Regions from separate parts of the Pan troglodytes genome. Here region 2 is linked to region 1. Evidence: chromatin contacts called from public Hi-C data. All regions are on one chromosome and are shown on one strand. Each heading gives the region's core, a stretch centred on a gene start, on an enhancer-like site or on the middle of the called end of the contact. The rest is flanking DNA. Distances are from core to core; before and after follow the strand shown. Region 1 has its middle 3.1 kb from the start of TMSB4X. Region 2 has its middle 81 kb from the start of EGFL6.

Region 1 (5,704 bases), core at 2,704-5,203:
GTGCATAATAACTAAGGGTCGGGGTGGCACCTGGGGTGACAGGCATTCTTTTACTTCGAAACTGCCTTTGTCTACTGTGGACATCTCCACACAAGGGCGCGGTGTCCCTCCCTGGAGGGCCTGGCCCGCTGCAGGGGTACGATTCCTGTGACTCAGCTTTCAGACCAGTGGCGGGCATGCGCCCCACCCCGGGCCTCTTTGTCTTCCTCGCTGGCGTTCCTCTTGCCTTGGGTGGGACGTAAAGCACCCTTAAGTGATTTTAAAAGAGAAAGTTTCATCACTGAAACATCCATATTGTTTCATCAGCATAATTTTTGTGAGCACTCGCGTCAACAGTAGTATTTGCTGGGTGTAAGGTAATTTGGAGTTTATAGGGTAAAACACCTCCCTCTTAGCAAAATAAGTCAAGCTCAAGCTCTGCCATTGACTTTACTGCCGGACAATGAGGAAGTTCTTTACCTTCCTCTTCCTTATTTTCATAAATTATAAAAGTGATGGCTAAGGAGGCCTGCGTTGAATTCCAAAGACTACAGTTACATTATCTCTAATGTCTTAAGGTGAAATTCAAAAATCAAATTATATTTTCAAGGGAGCGTTTCCAGCACTAGGACATCACTGAAGTGCATCTGCATCTGGAAATATAAGAGATTCGGGTAGAGGGAAGCAGTTTTCAAAATGGCACCTGACTCTGTGAATACCAGTGACCCACTTGCTACTGAAAATTAGTTACAAATACCATGCCACGCGCCTGCAAATGGCGTGTGAAAGGAAAAAGACTCGCCGGTTATAAAGAGGCCTAGCTGTGATTATTTCTAAGAGACAAGGCAGTGTGCAAAATATTCCTTCTCCTTTTCCGTGGCCTGGGGAAATGTTTTTAGAAACCCCTTGCTAATCATTTTTATGGCACAGGCTTTTGTCTCGCTGGGGATTAGAGTCAACCTTATATATAGACCCTTGAATGCCACTGCCAGCAGCTTGGACTTCCCCGTTTCTCCATCTACTTGACTTCCTTTTTCCTGGGGAGGAAGGAGGTGGGTGTGAGCAGGGGCAGGTGACCGTCTGGTCCCCTAGTTAATGCTCTGCTGGGTGGCTGCCTTCCTGGCCTCCGAATGGGGCACTGGACCTGTTCGTGCATGCACCAAATGTCACCTGTCTGGTAACAGTCCCCCCTCCCCTGTTCCATGTTGGGAGTCCACTTCATCGTTGAAACACAGAAAAGATCTTGCAGGGTGCCTTTTCGCCCGTTTAGCTGGCAGCTGCCGTTGTACCGACACCGTTTCCGCAGGTTCTGTGATTCCATTTCCCCTCACCCAGAGGCTGTCGAAAATCATTTCTTTCCTGCCAATGTCTCCTGATGACAAAGGAGTGCCACTACCTTCTCCTGGCTTCTTCTCCCAAGGGCCTTTCCTCAGAAAGGGTTAGGCCTCACTGAAGCAATTCTCCAAAGGAGATGGACGAATGCAAACTTGGAAATGTCTGGAGAAGTTTTCCAGTGCGGTAGCAAGCAGCCTTCCACTGTGCTGAGACCCTGATGGAGGGCAGGTGGAAACAGAGAGGAAGAGAAAGAGAGACGACTGCTTAAAGGAAAAGAGTTCCCCTGATTGGGACTGACCTGCCAACCGGTCAGGAGACCTAGAGAGACAGGAAAGGGAAGGGTGGTGCAGATACAAGGAAATGCAAACCAAAGGAATATTCTTAAAAGTTGCATGACTCTGGCCATGTGAATGAATCTTTCTGTGCTGGAGTTTTCTCATCTGTAAAATGGGTTCATTGCAACACCGACCTCACAGGGTTGTTGGGAGGATTAAATGCTTCGGACAGTGCATGACAATTAGTAAGCTCTTTCTATTGTTATTATTCGTATGATTTAGGATGGAAGGTTGAGGAAAAATAATAAAATAATTGTCTTAGTGTTTAGAATTAATTAAAAATTTTAGGTGTCTTGATATTATTTCTCCTATAGAGAAATTTATATATTATTATATATTATTTCTATATAATTTATATGAATATATATTATTATTTTCACTTACAAAATGTTGATAGAAGATCTTTTGATAGTTTTACAGCAAATAAAACATGACAACTCCTGTCGGTTGATATTTTCTAAGAGTCATAAGTTTTACATTTGTTTTTTCCTTTCTTTCCCACCGCCTTTCCATAAGAAGTTTCCAGATGGGAAAACTGAGGCTTAGAGAGCCATCATTGGGTTACCTCAGCTGGTAGCCACTCTGTTCTATATGCCAAGAACATATAAAAGTCCTCCCCACATCCTCTTAGTCTGTACCCGAGAATCACCAGGAAGAGTGTGAGGAGCTAGGCAGTTGTGCTTTCCACAGCGTCTGGTGGATAGTAATTGCTCAATAACACTTCTCCCACTGCATTGAATTGATTTTCTTTTCTTTTCTTTTTTTGAGACAGTCTCGCTCTGTCACCCAGGCTGGAGTGCAGTGGTGTGATCTCGGCTCACTGCAACCTCCACCTCCCGGATTCAAGCCATTCTCTGCCTCAGCCTTCCATGAATTGATTTTCTTAAATGAGGGAGGTACTTGAACTCAGGTGTTGAACCTGTGACTCTAATTGCCTTGCTTTCTTCTCCCCAGATAATTAAATCCATTTAGTCTTAATGTTCTAGATGTCAGAATGTTCCAGGATCATCCCTGCCCCAGGCAGCTACATTTATAAGTCTGTTAGTATGTGCCGGGCACAACTACCATTGAGGTAGGAGTTTTCGATCCCAATTAAAAAGACAGAGGCACACAGGGGCAAAGGAACTGCTTACAATGGGTGCAGACATTGTTCCCAGTGAGACCCCCCCCCCCCCAAAAAAAAAGGCCTTGGGTGACTCCGGGTTGTATGGTGCACTCTGGCCTTGGGGCTCTCTGGTGAAAGATAAGTAGAGTCCACTTTGCGCCTGTCCTGCCTTCCTCATCTCACGGGCCACAGCGCCCAATGAAAAATGTGCCAACATTGCCTGCGTTGAAGGGCGGTTCCCCTCCAACCCTGTGTCTGGTGGAACCCGGAAAAGGTGACAGGGGACGCAGTTTTATTTTGCTTTCCAGGGCGGGCCTGGGATAGAGTCGTGGCTATTTCTAACTGTGGAGAAGTTGGCTAGAAGTCTGAATTCATGAAAATGAGTTCTATTAGTTTGAACCTATTTAATTTTGTGCCAAAAACTTGCCAGAAGAAGAGAAGAAGGAAGAGGAGGGAGGAACGGAAGAACAGGAACAAAGCTGAGCTCCCAGCTCTTGCTTTCTCAAGCCCAGATCCCTTTGTCTGAGTTTCAGGGCCTCCTACCATCTGCCCCACCTGCCTGCACCCCACGTTCCCCTGTGGCCCCTGCAGTCTCCATCTGGTCTCCTTCACAGCAGAGCCCTCCTTCCACTGATTGGAATCTAAAACCCCTTAAAGACACGCCTAAGTCCCCCCTGTGAATAACAGGAAAATGAAAAGAGAAAGGATATTTAGTAGACTAGCTATATCTTGTAACCTCAGCTATAAGCCCTTTTAAACAATATCTGATTCCATTCTTACCCTATGGAGTGAGTACTAATATCCCCATTTTACTACTAAAGAATTGAGGCTCCGAGAATTTAAGCAATTTGCTCTTAATCAAATGCCCAGGTCTGTCTACCAATTCTTTCCACCGAGGCCTATCTCTGCCTTATCTTTAGTTGAAGTATCTTTCTCCAGGACTCCCACCCAGAGCGGACCCACATGGTGCAAAGAGGAAGGCGAGCAGGGGGTGGCAGGAAAGCAAAGAGGAGTGAAAGAACACCCTCGCCTGTGCTCAGTGCTGAGTGCCGTGCTGCTAATTGTCCTGTTTGCTTTATTGATCCGATGGAAACTTTAGAGCCAAAAGAAATGTAAAAGGGGATCTCATTCAACCCAGTTTCCCTTCTGTGGCTTGAATTTTCCTCTACAACATCCCCTCCAAGTGGTTACTCAGCCTCCACACAGCCAGGGAACAATACGGAAGCAGAGAATCTTCGAGTTAACGCAGGGGGCAATGAGTAGCTGAGCTTGGCAGGCACTTGCGTAAAATGAGAGAAAGTGACAGGAAATAACGCTGGGAACCAGGCAGGGGCCAGGTTGTAGAATAATGATAGTAACAATCATGGCTGTAACCATAGCAGTAATAACAGCAAGTGCTTTCTGAGTGCTTTCCATATACTGGGGAGCTTTCCATGTAGTATTTCCCGAATCCTCACACAATCCTATGACAGTGGCACCGTTATTTTCCTCATTTTGCAGATGAGAGAATTCTAGAGGGATTAAATAACTTCCCCAAGAAAACACAACGAAAGCCAAAGGCAGGATTTGAACTCAGACTGGCTGGCTCAGAAGCCGCCTCATTTAAACACTACTCTTCTCTAGAATCCTAAGGCCTTTTAAAGGCTTTGTTCCATACGCCAGATAAGGGTAAAGTTATATTGTCTCAATCAGCTGTCTAGCTTTTTCATCATGTAGATGTTTCTTCTCTTTTTCTTTTTCTTTTTTTTTTAAGAAACAGGTTCTCTCTATGTTGCCCAGGCTGGTCTCAAGTTCCTGGGCTCAAGCAATCCTTCCACCTCGGCCTCCCAAAGTGCTAGGATTACAGGGGTGAGCCACCGCACCCAGCCTACATCATGAAGACATTTAAACATAGATATCGTAATAATGTCATATACATTAAAATTTTCCCTGCCCCAATTTTCAAATTATTTCATTACAGAAATTCAATCTGCTCTTTTTCCTCCTCCTGCATGGCCAAGGCACTGGCAATAAAGAGAATTTGTATCCTGAACGTTAGTAGTTTTCCTCAGCTTTTCACTACTTCAATATTTTTCTTTTTCTTTTTCTTTTTTTTTTTTTTTTTGAGTCGGAGTCTTGCTCTGTCACCAGGCTGGAGTGCAGTGGTGCAATCTCGGCTTACTGCAACCCCCGCCTCCCAGGTTCAAGCGATTCCCCTGCCTCAGCCTCCTGAGTAGCTGGGGTTACAGGTGCACACCACCACTCCCAGCTAATTTTTTGTAATTTAGTAGAGACAGGGTTTCACCGTGTTGGCCAGGATGGTCTTGATCTCCTGACCTCGTGATCTACCCGCCTCAGCCTCCCAAAGTGCTGGGATTACAGGCGTGAGCCCGGCCTTACTACAATATTTTTCTAAGAAGTCATTCATATTACAATGGCTAAAAAAATTAGTAGGTTCAATAGCATATTGAAAGGGGAGGCATTACACACTCCCAATGGCTTTCTGTGTTAAAAATGACAAACCTTTGATTCCATTGTGAAGCAGAATTATGCTTAGCAAGTAACAAGTGTTTGTATATTTTAATGTGTTTTTTCTGTGGGTGCCAAAGCTTTATATAAAATATAGTTCCCAGATCATCAGCAGAAGATGGTTAATAGCTTTATGGTGAGGAAAATGGAGTGTAGGTAATGGAGCACTGGCTCAAATCTGAGGGGAAAACCCATGTAGGCCAAGATCAACTTCCTTGGCTGACCCTGACGATCTGGCCTCTCCAGGACTGGCTTCACAGGTGCACAGCTGTGCAGCTGCACTGGGCCTTACGCTCAGAAGTCCCTCGTGCTTGGCTTAATGTACTGCTGCCGCCATTTTGAAATTCTTACCCCACATTTCTATTTTGTACTGTGTCCCCCAAATTCTGAAGCCAGTCCTGCCCTTTTTAGATTCTCATTCTCTGAGTGCCTCCAGTGCTAC
Region 2 (5,012 bases), core at 1,327-3,826, 520 kb before region 1:
ACAAGTTGCTAAACTCTGAATCTCAATTCCAGAATCTAATAATAACACTTTTCTTGTAGGATTGTTTGGGGAATTAAAGGAAATTATGTACAAAAAATGAAAAAATGCTTACCACAGTGCCTGACACACAAGAAAAGCCCCATGAAAGAAAGTTCTATTATTTTGTCTATACAGGTCTACTTTCTTCTAATTGTCCATCTTAGTACCCCATCCACCCTGGCCACATATATGAACTCATAACCTAGGCAAAGGCAATCGGAAACCTTCCTTGGGATTTAAAACATAGGATTTAAGAGAAGGCATCCTTTTTTCTTTTGGAAGATGGAGGTGGGGAAATATGAACCCAAAAGTGGCCAGCAGCCATGGTTTCTTTCTCATAGGAAAAGCCAATCTGAAGAGAAAAGAGAATGAAATTAGCACTGATGAAAGATGGAGAAAACTTTGATGCAATTTAGCCTCTTGATTCCTGTCCTCTCTGAGATCTAGCTGCACTTCTGACCTTAATGTTGATTAACATAGGCAGATAAATCCTCCCTTGGTCAAGATGGGTTCCGTTACTTAAATCCAAAAGGGTTCAAGTGATAGATGTTTGAAACCAGATTTTTTTTTTCAGCAGAGAAAGTGTTTAATTAATGCAGAGCTAGCGAAGCAGAAGGATTGGAGTTATTATTTAAATCAGCCTCCCCAAGAATTCAGATGGTAGCGTTTTTATGAATAATTTGGTGGGCAGAGGGCTGGGGAATGGGTGCTGCTGATTAGTTAATGATAAAATCATAGGGGTGTGGAAAATAGTCCTTGTGAGCTAAGCCTGCCTCTGGGTGGGGGCCAAAGGACTGGTTGAGTCATGAGTCCCGAGTTCGGGTGGAGTCAGCCGGTTGCTAGAATGCAAAATGAAATCAGAAATGTTTAGAAACATCTAAGTAGGTAGGTAATCCAACTATGACCCTTTGATAATGGGATGAATTCAGCTATAAAGAGGCTATATAACAAAATGCCTTATAAAGTACAAGGTATGACTTTTGTAGAAGATGATAAAAACACTTTTGAAAGTAAAAACTAGGGAGAGAACAAATACTGAAGCATTAATATCGATGTTGTTTGTGGCCTTTCATTTCCAGTCATTTCCATTTGCAAAGTATTAATTATAACCGTGATTAAGTTTGCCTTGTAGATTGCATTTGGATGAACTCTAAGGCAGATGTGCAGATTCATTATTTTGTATCTCAGTTAATTTACGTGTCCCTAGGAAAGCACATTAAATCATACAACTCATCTTTCATCAGAGTTGAGCACTTGTATTTATTTGTTTTAAATTCGTATCTTCATGCAAAGCCATTGCCTTCCATCTCCCTAAGTGAGAACTGTATTTTATTTTTCTCTCCCAAAGAAACAAACTCAGGAATCTAATAATGAACCCAAATTGGTTTACTGGGAAAGGACAGGGAAACAAATGGAGATGCTGTCCAAGTATGCTGCCACCCAAGGAGAACCCTGCTCCCAAGAAGTCGTTTTATTTCTAAGCAAATTGTTCTGAATATATAAAGCTCACAGGCCCTCTTCCAAACCACAATTTTCTCCCAGCAGGGCATCTGAAATGGAATTGTGACTGCTGCCTGTGCTATCCCTCAAGTCTCTCTCATCCGACACAGAACCCAGCCTAGTTAAGACGGTCAAAATCCCAAGTTTGGCTTCCCTATTTAATGTGTAAAATGTTTCCTTTTTTGTTTTTTGTTTGTTTGTTTGGAGATGGAGTCTCGCTCTGTCGCCCAGGCTGGAGTACAGCGGCACAATCTTGGCTAACTGCAACCTCTGCCTCCCGGGTTCAAGCGATTCTCCTTCCTCAGCCTCCCAAGTAGCTGGGATTACAGGTGCCCACAACCATGCCCAGCTAATTTTTGTATTTTTAGTAAAGATGGGGTTTCACCATATTGGCCAGGCTGGTCTTGAACTCCCGACCTTGTGATTTGCCCGCCTCAGCCTAAGTGCTGGGATTACAGGCCTGAGCCATCGTGCCTGGCAAAAATGTTTAAGTCTGATTTACATGGAGCTGGAACGTTTCCTTTGAAATTAAAAACCAAAAATCACAGATGACAGCAGAGGGCACCCTTCCCTCTCATATGCAGTTGACACTCTCACCACCTGGGGAAAAAGATTTTGTTTTTCTGGGTTTCTTGGGGTTGACAATGGACACACACTCCAGTTTGAGATGACACACCCGTTACTGGTTGATCCTTGTCTCTCCCCATTCCATTTTCCTTTTCTCTCTGAGCTGACTGACCTTATCTTTGGGGAACCACAGAATAAAAGGAGTGGTTGCCGGCAGAATCCCTGAGGAATGTATTTTTTCTGTACAGCTTGCAATGCTCCAGAAAGGACTAGAAGTCTTGCTTCTTTGTGGAGGCCTAAATGCGTAGTTGAGATTTGTGTTGGGTCCAGTCCCCCAATTATATTCCCCTAAGGGAAAGCAGACAGGAAGCTATAAAATTCAGAACATTCATGCCCTTAGCCTCCATTTCTCATTGTGCAATCTCCTTGTTTGGGACCCACACTGATCCTGCTGTCAGCAGTAATGAATGCACACAGCACATGTTGGGGTCAGAATGAAGGATACTTGAGAAACATCAGTTTAGAGAATCGTGGGTGAATGTTAGCCCACATAATCTCCCCCAACAGAAGAGCTGTTTCAGCAGCAGCTGGGAAATGCAGTCAGCATCATGGCTAGAAGGAAAATGAGTGAAATTATTACAGGAAAATGGCAGATTCTAAATATTTTCCTACGAGTCCTTTAAGAAGCAATGCATATGAAAACATTTACTTCTTGGGTCAATATTTTATATTTAATCTAGATAAAATGCCTACTTCCTTTATCTGACTCTCCATTGTTTTTCACGATTGTGGTTTTGATCTGGACTTTTCATCCTGCCCCCAATAGCCCTACAAAGAGGGCTCAAGATTGCCAAATAAGGCAATAGGTTCCTGCCCATCACCACATGTGGTCATGGCTGGGCTATGTGTGGAGGCAGCCAAGGAAACAGGAAAACTACAACCTTTTTTGGAAAGTCTCCTGTCTTTCTGCCTGGAGAAACGTGAGAATTGCTTCAGTGACTCATTCCCTCAAGGTTGTGGGGAGGATGAATTTTGGCTTAAATGCCTTTTAATTTGCAGGTTTAATGGTGAAAGTTACCAATCAGAGCAGGGTATGTATTCATCATCATTCATTTAAAACCTTTTCTTTAATTTGGAGAGCCACCACGTAAGAAATGTTTTGAAGGTGAAACCCCGTCTCTACTAAAAATACAAAAAATTAGCCAGGTGCGGTGGCAGACGCCTGCAGTCCCAGCTACTCAGGAGGCTGGGGCAGGAGAATGGCGTGAACCCAGGAGGCGGAGCTTACGGTGAGCCGAGATCGCACCATTGCACTCCAGCCTGGGTGACAGAACGAGACTCCGTCTCAAAAAAAAAAAAAAAAAAAATGCTTTGTGGTCAGCATTCTCCCTCCTTGGACTGCCTGGTATTCTCTTTCTTATAGTGACATCGTCTGCTAACAGAAGACAAATGTGCCAGGATGATGGTGATGTCCTAAGTGAGAATCATCTACTCAATCTCTTACTTCAAAATGTTTTCCTAAAAACTCTTGCCCCAAACCCCTTCAGATGTTAGCTGGCAGTTGACAATAGAATGGGGGATTGGTAGGAATTATGGGGCAGCACAGACGATCTATCTAGGATGCATGCATGTAGTTGTAGACTTTATCAGATATGTGTGGACTGAAGAGCTATATAAAGGAAAAGCCCATAGTATGGGTGGTTTTTGAAAATCATAGCTAAGATGAATTCTGGGCTCTGAATGGATTAACACACACACTAGGCTTGCCCCAGACTTCAACTCTTTTTAAAACCATAGTTTAAACTTTGCTACCAAGGACCAAGCACTTGGTGGTGTAAAGTAGTGATCAGGGCACCACCTCTTTTTCTCCGCCTGTCCTTCTGAAGCATTCCCCTGCCTCTGACTAGATTACCGTCTATTTAAAGACAAGACCAGATTTATGTTTTTTGGATTTCCATTCAGTGTCCACCACTTACATATTATAGGTGCCCAATTAACATGTGTTGAACAAATACAGTTGGAAGAGCCACCCCTGCTCTTTGCTGCGGACAAGGGAAAATACATCTCTATGCTTTTTCCTTTCAATTTCAGAAACTAGAAGGGGGTGGTAACCCTGCCTTAGAATTTTTTCTGGTCCAAGGTAAAGAATAGTGTCTGATTCTGATCTTGTGCCAAGCCTTTGTATACTTCATTTCTAAAAGTAGAAATTAAAGGTAAATGGCCCTGCTGTTTGAAGTGGTGCTATTATAGGCTTTGCTTCTTGTGTACTACGATGCCCCTAGCAATATTCTTCTTAGAAGCAGGACGGTGTGAATAGAGAACCCACCTTCTATACAGCAGTAATATATGTTGGTGTTTCCATTGTGGGAAGGAGAACCAAGGCAGATTCAATTGTCCCTTCATGGATTGAGACTCCCCAGTTTCTGAGAATCACTGTCCTTTGCAAGTGTGTGTGTGTACACACATGTGCACATGCATGTAACAATACATGTCCACCAAGAAGTAGTTACTCGTAGGAAACTGAGACACTGCAGGAAGAATAACAGAGTCTCCTTCCTGCCACTGACAGGTGCTTCAGAGGGTTTTCAGAGTAGCCCAGACTGTGGCTCCTCCATACTGAAGGTTTCTAGGCATTATCGTGTCCTGAGGGTGGCCATGGTGGAGAAAGGACCTAGACAAGTCCAAATATTGTCCATAGGGAGAAGGCTTGAAAATGGAAATGTGAAGAATGGACTCTGTCTTGAAGAGAGAAGCAAGGCAGGGAGCTTGGTTTGCAATATCAACTCTTAACATTTATTAAGGGCTTGCCATATGCCAAGCCCTGTGCTAAGCACTCTATACTCATTTATATATTGTAAACACCCTATGAGCAAAGTGCTGTTATTGTCCTTGATGCGCAGATGGGA

Evidence for each region. A called contact is a pair of places that touch in the nucleus more often than the background predicts.
Region 2: a Hi-C map of stem cell-derived neural progenitor cells shows a contact between it and region 1, with 7 times the contacts expected there. The contact joins two enhancer-like sites. A contact is called at or near these places in 3 of 7 Hi-C or Micro-C datasets (induced pluripotent stem cells and stem cell-derived neural progenitor cells) and 1 of 1 datasets of contacts at active chromatin or transcription factors (stem cell-derived excitatory neurons).

Annotation. Positions count from the first base shown.
Region 1 is chrX:13,546,515-13,552,218 of NHGRI_mPanTro3-v2.0_pri, reverse strand. No RefSeq gene overlaps it. Among named protein-coding and RNA genes, the nearest start is that of TMSB4X, 3.1 kb to the left of the region's middle. Within about 2 kb of position 3,953, at least 7 of the 24 cell types and tissues checked have an H3K27ac peak or open chromatin away from gene starts, as enhancers often do. A contact at or near this core is called in stem cell-derived neural progenitor cells, where this site is marked.
Region 2 is chrX:14,062,390-14,067,401 of NHGRI_mPanTro3-v2.0_pri, reverse strand. No RefSeq gene overlaps it. Among named protein-coding and RNA genes, the nearest start is that of EGFL6, 81 kb to the left of the region's middle. Within about 2 kb of position 2,576, at least 9 of the 24 cell types and tissues checked have an H3K27ac peak or open chromatin away from gene starts, as enhancers often do. A contact at or near this core is called in stem cell-derived neural progenitor cells, where this site is marked.